Linked DNA regions of Sus scrofa: region 1 is linked to region 2. The links are chromatin contacts, called in public HiChIP or PLAC-seq maps. All regions are on one chromosome and are shown on one strand. Each heading gives the region's core, a stretch centred on a gene start, on an enhancer-like site or on the middle of the called end of the contact. The rest is flanking DNA. Distances are from core to core; before and after follow the strand shown.

What was found. HiChIP or PLAC-seq counts read pairs in DNA pulled down with a chosen protein or histone mark.
Region 1: a contact with region 2 is called in an H3K27ac HiChIP or PLAC-seq map of alveolar macrophages, with 4 times the contacts expected there. The contact joins the enhancer-like site here to the promoter of PITX3 in region 2. A contact is called at or near these places in 4 of 5 promoter capture datasets (fetal liver, fetal skeletal muscle, liver and 1 more), 26 of 47 Hi-C or Micro-C datasets (adipocytes, alveolar macrophages, brain and 15 more) and 2 of 2 datasets of contacts at active chromatin or transcription factors (alveolar macrophages and skeletal muscle).

Annotation. Positions count from the first base shown.
Region 1 is chr14:113,347,894-113,350,593 of Sscrofa11.1, reverse strand. The region is part of intron 4 of GBF1 (Golgi-specific brefeldin A-resistance guanine nucleotide exchange factor 1); the gene reads right to left. Among named protein-coding and RNA genes, the nearest start is that of NFKB2, 57 kb to the left of the region's middle. Within about 2 kb of position 1,298, at least 6 of the 83 cell types and tissues checked have an H3K27ac peak or open chromatin away from gene starts, as enhancers often do. A contact at or near this core is called in alveolar macrophages, fetal skeletal muscle and skeletal muscle, where this site is marked.
Region 2 is chr14:113,240,102-113,242,801 of Sscrofa11.1, reverse strand. It overlaps PITX3 (pituitary homeobox 3), which reads left to right and starts at 1,409. Exons shown (of 6, transcript XM_021073065.1): 1 at 1,409-1,489.

The DNA.
Region 1 (2,700 bases), core at 49-2,548, 110 kb before region 2:
TGTTTTCTTCTTTCTCTTCCATCCTGGTTAGTCTTTGTTGTTGTTGTTGTTGTTTTAAGGGTCGCACTTGCAGTATGTGGAAGTTCCCAGGCTAGGGGTTGAATCGAATCAGAGCTGTAGATGCTGGCCTATGCTACAGCCACAGCAATGCCAGATCCGAGCCGCATGTGTGACCTACACCACAGCTCACAGCAACGTCGAATCCTTAACCCACCGAGTGAGGCCAGGGATCAAACCCATATCCTCATGGATACTAGTCAGGTTGGTAACCTGTTGAGCCACAATGGGAACTCCCATCCTGGTTAGTCTTTGACATCTAGTCAAAGAATCTCTTTGTCCTATTACCACATGCCTCTGTTCAGTATCATGAATGGCTACTTTAGAGGTCACGCAGAATAAGCCAATTTCATGATGATAATAGTATAGGAGGTGACCCAGCTCCTCCTATCACCCCAACTCTCCAAGTGTCTCCTAATCAACACAGAAAATCCTATATTCTCAAGGCCCCAGCCTGAGTTCTCCCTCATAATCCTGCCTGACAGGGCCCTTATTCAGGCCTCTAGGGTCCACAGAAGGACCTTTCCTTGCTTGGGAGACCCAGGACCTTCTCAGTGCTGTGTGGTGTTTCAGAGCTCCTAGTGAATGGCAGTCTTGCTCCTACCTCACAAACTCCTGGGGGATCCATTTCTCCCATTTTTTCAGTAATCCCGAGTTAAAATAGTTTAAGCTCTACTGATCTTTTTCTAACTCTCATCCTGTGAGCTTGAATGAAGTGGCAAAGTTAATTTTCCAAAAAGACTGGTACAAACGACAGGTCCTTAAAATCACAGGCAGGGCCTCACAAGTAAGGTAGTCAGTGGCACAAATCCTGGTCTGGCAGCTGTGTAGGGTCACACAAAAGGCTGGTTGTTGGAATAGGATCTAAAATAATCCTAGAAGCCTTGGGTCACAAAACCAAGGGGTGGAGGGCTGTTCCTTCTAGAAGGGCAGCCTAAACAAAAGATTGGTTCACTAAACAGAGCTTTGCTAGGACCCCTTCTTTAGACTGTCCTCCTTTTCTGGCCACCCTGGAGAAGACTGCAGAGAAATCTGCTAATCTCACCTCCTTTGCCTCTGGCTCTCATACACTCCTTCCTGTTTCTTTTCTCATGCCCACTGCGATCACCACCTCCAGCATTCTTTTTTCCCCACCACCGGAAACTCCAATGACCAGCTGGCCTGAGGTCTCCAATAACCAGCTTGTCTGCCAAGCCCATGAAGGGGAGGAAGTAATACTGATGAAAGAGCAGAGGGAAAAGGCACAGAGGGCAGCTACTGGAGGCTGTGAAGAGAGATGACCTGCAGGTGGTGCTCAGGGTAAGGCTTTACGTAGCTGGCCCTGCTTTTTGCTTAGGAAAAGTATGAAGCTAGGACTAGGGTGCCTGGAGAGGCCAATGCATCTATTCAGAACATAGCTGGCACCCAAGATACCCGCTGAGGATCCTGAATGCTTCAGTTAAGCAAATCCGACTTTCCAGAAAAGATAAAGGGTTTTCTTGCCTTAACTGACGGCTGTTTTCCTTTCTAGTTACCTACTGCCTGAGCTGCCTCTTTTCTTGTCTCCTTACTTAGAAACAAGGACAGCTGCCTGTTTTCTATGTTGCTCACCCTTGCACATGGGCAGGCAATAGGAGAAAAAGAATTCAGGAGCCTGAATGACAAGACCAACTAAAAAAGGAATCCCCAAAAGACACCATAAACAAATTCAGATACACACTAGAACAGGAGAAAATATTTGTACTACTACAGTAGACAATGGGTTAATATCCTCACTGTACAAAGAACTCCTACAAATTGATAAGGAAAAAAACCCCTCCTCAATAATATAGTAGGCAAAGGAGAAAAAATTCAAATGTTCAAACTCAAGAAAATAAAAACAACAAAAGACCAGTTTTCACACACCAAATTTGCAGAAATAAAGGATGTCAATAATATTCAGTGTAGGTGACAGGCTGGGGAATTGGAAACTCTCAAGCTTTACTGTTGAAAGTGCAAATGATTTACTCTTTTGGAAAAGCAAACTAGCAGTACATATAAAAACATAATTATAACATGGACTTTAATCCAGAAATTTCAAGTACAGGAATCTGTCACACAAAAGGAAAATTAATAAAGACACATGAACAAGGATGCTTACCTCAGCATTACTTCTAATGGCTCAAAATAAACAACCTAAGGGTTCCCACTGTAGCTCAACAGGTTACCAACCTTACTAGTATCCATGAGGATGTGGGTTTGATCCCTGGCCTCGCCCAGTGGGCTAAGGATCCAGCATTGCTGTTGGCTGTGGTGTAGGTCACAAATGTGGCTCAGATCCAGCATTGCTGAGGCTGTGGCATAGGCTGGCAGCTGCAGCTCCGATTTGACCCTAGCCTAGAACTCCCATATGCTGCACGTGAGGCTCTAGAAAGCATAAAAACAAAAACACCTAAATATTAAATATTACTCAATAAGAGTGACTGAATGAATTGTGTTATATATATGCTATGGAAATGATACAACTACCAAAAAGAAAAAAAAAATCTTACCAGAGGTTGAGGTGAGGGGGAAGTGGTGTATTATTGCTTAATAGTTAGAATTTCTTTTATTTTTTATTTTGGCCACACCTGCTGCATATGGAAGTTCCCAGGCCAGGGACTGATCCTGTACCACAGCTGTGAC
Region 2 (2,700 bases), core at 160-2,659:
AAGAGGTGTGCAAGAAACCACTAGGAAATTGGAGATTAAGACAGGATCAGGCCCTAAAAGTCTTCTATGCCAGGCAAGGGAACTCGGCCTTTATCCTGAAGGCAAACAGGAACCATTGAAAGGTTTTGAGCAGAGGCATGATTGGTCAGATTCACCAGGCATACAGTATGAGATAGGGCTTAAGACCATCAGGGGCAACCTAGCAACCCAGCCTGACTCTCTATGTTCCTTGGGACATCTGTCCTATCCCTTGCGACTCCCTAACCAGCAAGCACCAAGGACACACCTTGGCCACAGAACCTAACCTGGTATCACCAAGAAGGTAGCCCTGTTAAGGCTAGGAGAATTTAATCTGGGTGAGACAAGCATGCAGACTGACAGGGAAAATTACCCAGCCCTCTGAGGGTTACCCAGCCCAAGCCCTGAGATCCAGTTAGAACCTCCTTTAACTTGAGGAAGTGGCTGGGAGTGATAGTAAAGTTACTTGTCCAAAGTCGCTAGATGATGGCACAGTTGATAGCAGGGTTAGAATGCCGTTTTGGTTTGTCTCATTCCAATTTCTGCTTTCTTCATGAAGCCACCTTCCTTAGAGGAGAGGGGAAAAAAGGGCGAGGTGGGGGGTAGGGGAGAGGAGATAGCGGAGAAGAGGAAGAGAGAAAGAAGCAAGGAAAAATAGGAGCAGAAAGAGAAATTAGTCTTTCAAAGTGGCAGAGGAGGAAGGAGAGAGACAAACAGCAGGAGCAAAGCGGTGGCGGAGGAAAAAAAAGGAAAGAAAGGCGAGATGTGGGAGAATTGGAGCAGAGACAAAAGGGCAGGGAGACAGACAGCGACAAGTGGAGAAAATTGCCGAAACTTGAGCGGCAACGAATTCTGAGCGCAGAAACCCGTTGGCCTCTCCCAATCCGTGCGCACTTCCACCTGACCCTATCCCCCAGCACCGTTCCACTTCGCTCGGGGTGGTGGTCTGGCCCCCACATCACGGGCCCCGGCTCGGTGGAGACACCCGGTCCACTCTACGCTCCGGCTTGGTTGTGCCAAAGCGTTCTCGCTGGAGCATGGTTTCAGCCACGTGGGGAGGGGCGGGGCCCAGTTGCGGAGAAGCGCCTCCGATTGGATAGGGGGCGGAGTTCTTGGCTGTGCGCCTGCCGGAGCCCGCCCCCGAAGGCGGGGCCAGAAAATTCACAGCTGGAAAGGGTGGAGCCCGGGCAGCGCAGCTGGAAGGGGGCGGGGCCCGACACGCGAGGCTCGCCGCGGCGGGCTGGGGGCGCCCTGGGCTGCCATAAAGTGAATGGGCGCCGGCGGGGGGTGGCAGTGCACGGCGAGGCTCACTCTCTCCCAGCGAGTCCGGGAGCGCCGGAGCGGAGCGGCGGCCTGGGCGCAGGGGGGCGGCCCCCACCCCGGCCGGGTGCCCGGCCTCTGGCCCCTGCTTGCCCTCCAGACTGCGGCCGCCGCCGCCGCTGCCGGGAGTCTGCCTGCTGCGGGACTCACTGTGAGTGCTTGACCATGCGGGAGACAGGGACTCACGGGGCCGAGGGGCCATGGCTGGACTTTGGGATCCCTAAAACGGGACCTAGGGAGGCTGAACTGGAGCACGGTGCCTGGGGAACGGGTCGAGACTGGGAGGGCGGAGTGCAGACCCGGGGCCAGGACTTAGAAAAAGGGAAACTTAGCGTCAGGACTCGGAGGACAGATAAGAGGAAGACTCAAGGGATCGAAGAGAAGTCGGAGACGTGAGGTCAGGACAGGGGCTCTGCGAAGCGGACAGTTGAGTCGGGAAACCATTACCAGAAAGCACCCTGGAATCCGGAGGCGCGGGGCCAGCAGCTAGGGAGTGAAAGGGGTTGCCGAGGCCCTGGCCAGCCGGGGGAGCTGGCGGCGGTCGCCCAGCAAGGGGGCAGATGGCGGTGCCCGACACCCCTCCCCACACACACACACACACACACACGCTGGGTCTCAGACTCCAGGGACTGGAAGCAACGATGCGTTGGTCGCACACGCTTCTTTTCCCAGCTGCTTCGCAATTGGGATAGGAGCCGTTTTCCGAGAGCCGGGCCGCGACCGGGTCAGATGGCCGCTGTGCGGGCTTCAGGCCGAGTCTGGGTAGTCCGAGTGACTAGGAGGAGGGTCTGGCGTGTCCGCTTGGGTTGTCAGGGCCCTGATGGGTCCCGACCTCGGGCAGCCACGGAATCGGACGGAATGTCCGCAGCGCGCGGGGCTCGGAGCGGACAGAATGTCCGGGGCAGAGAGGTTGGTCTCTCCGGAGCAGGCGCTGTGTTGGGCAGCGGTGGACAGAATGTCCCTGGCCGAGTGGCATGTCCATTTACCCGGCAGCGCCTGCCCAGCTGCTGCGTGTACGGTGGGGTTCGCTGTGGTGGGTTGCCTAAAATCCCAGCTCACACTTTGCAAACTTGTCTCTGTTCCTAGGGCTGCCGGGTGAAGCCTGGCCTTGGGTTGAAGTGGAGGCAGGAGACATTCCCTCTCCAACTCAGGCTAGATCTAAGCATCACCCTGGACTCCCAGAATCCAAATTTGTGGGGAGAGAGCCAGTGGTGGGATTGCTAATGGGAACCAAGACCAGGAAAGGAAGGAACGAACCACAAAGGGCAATGGGAGGGCAAGGAGGAGTCCAGCACAAGCCCCTGACAGCTTCAGTTCCCTCACAAACTCAGTCAATCTCTAATTCCAGTACAGCTGAACAGA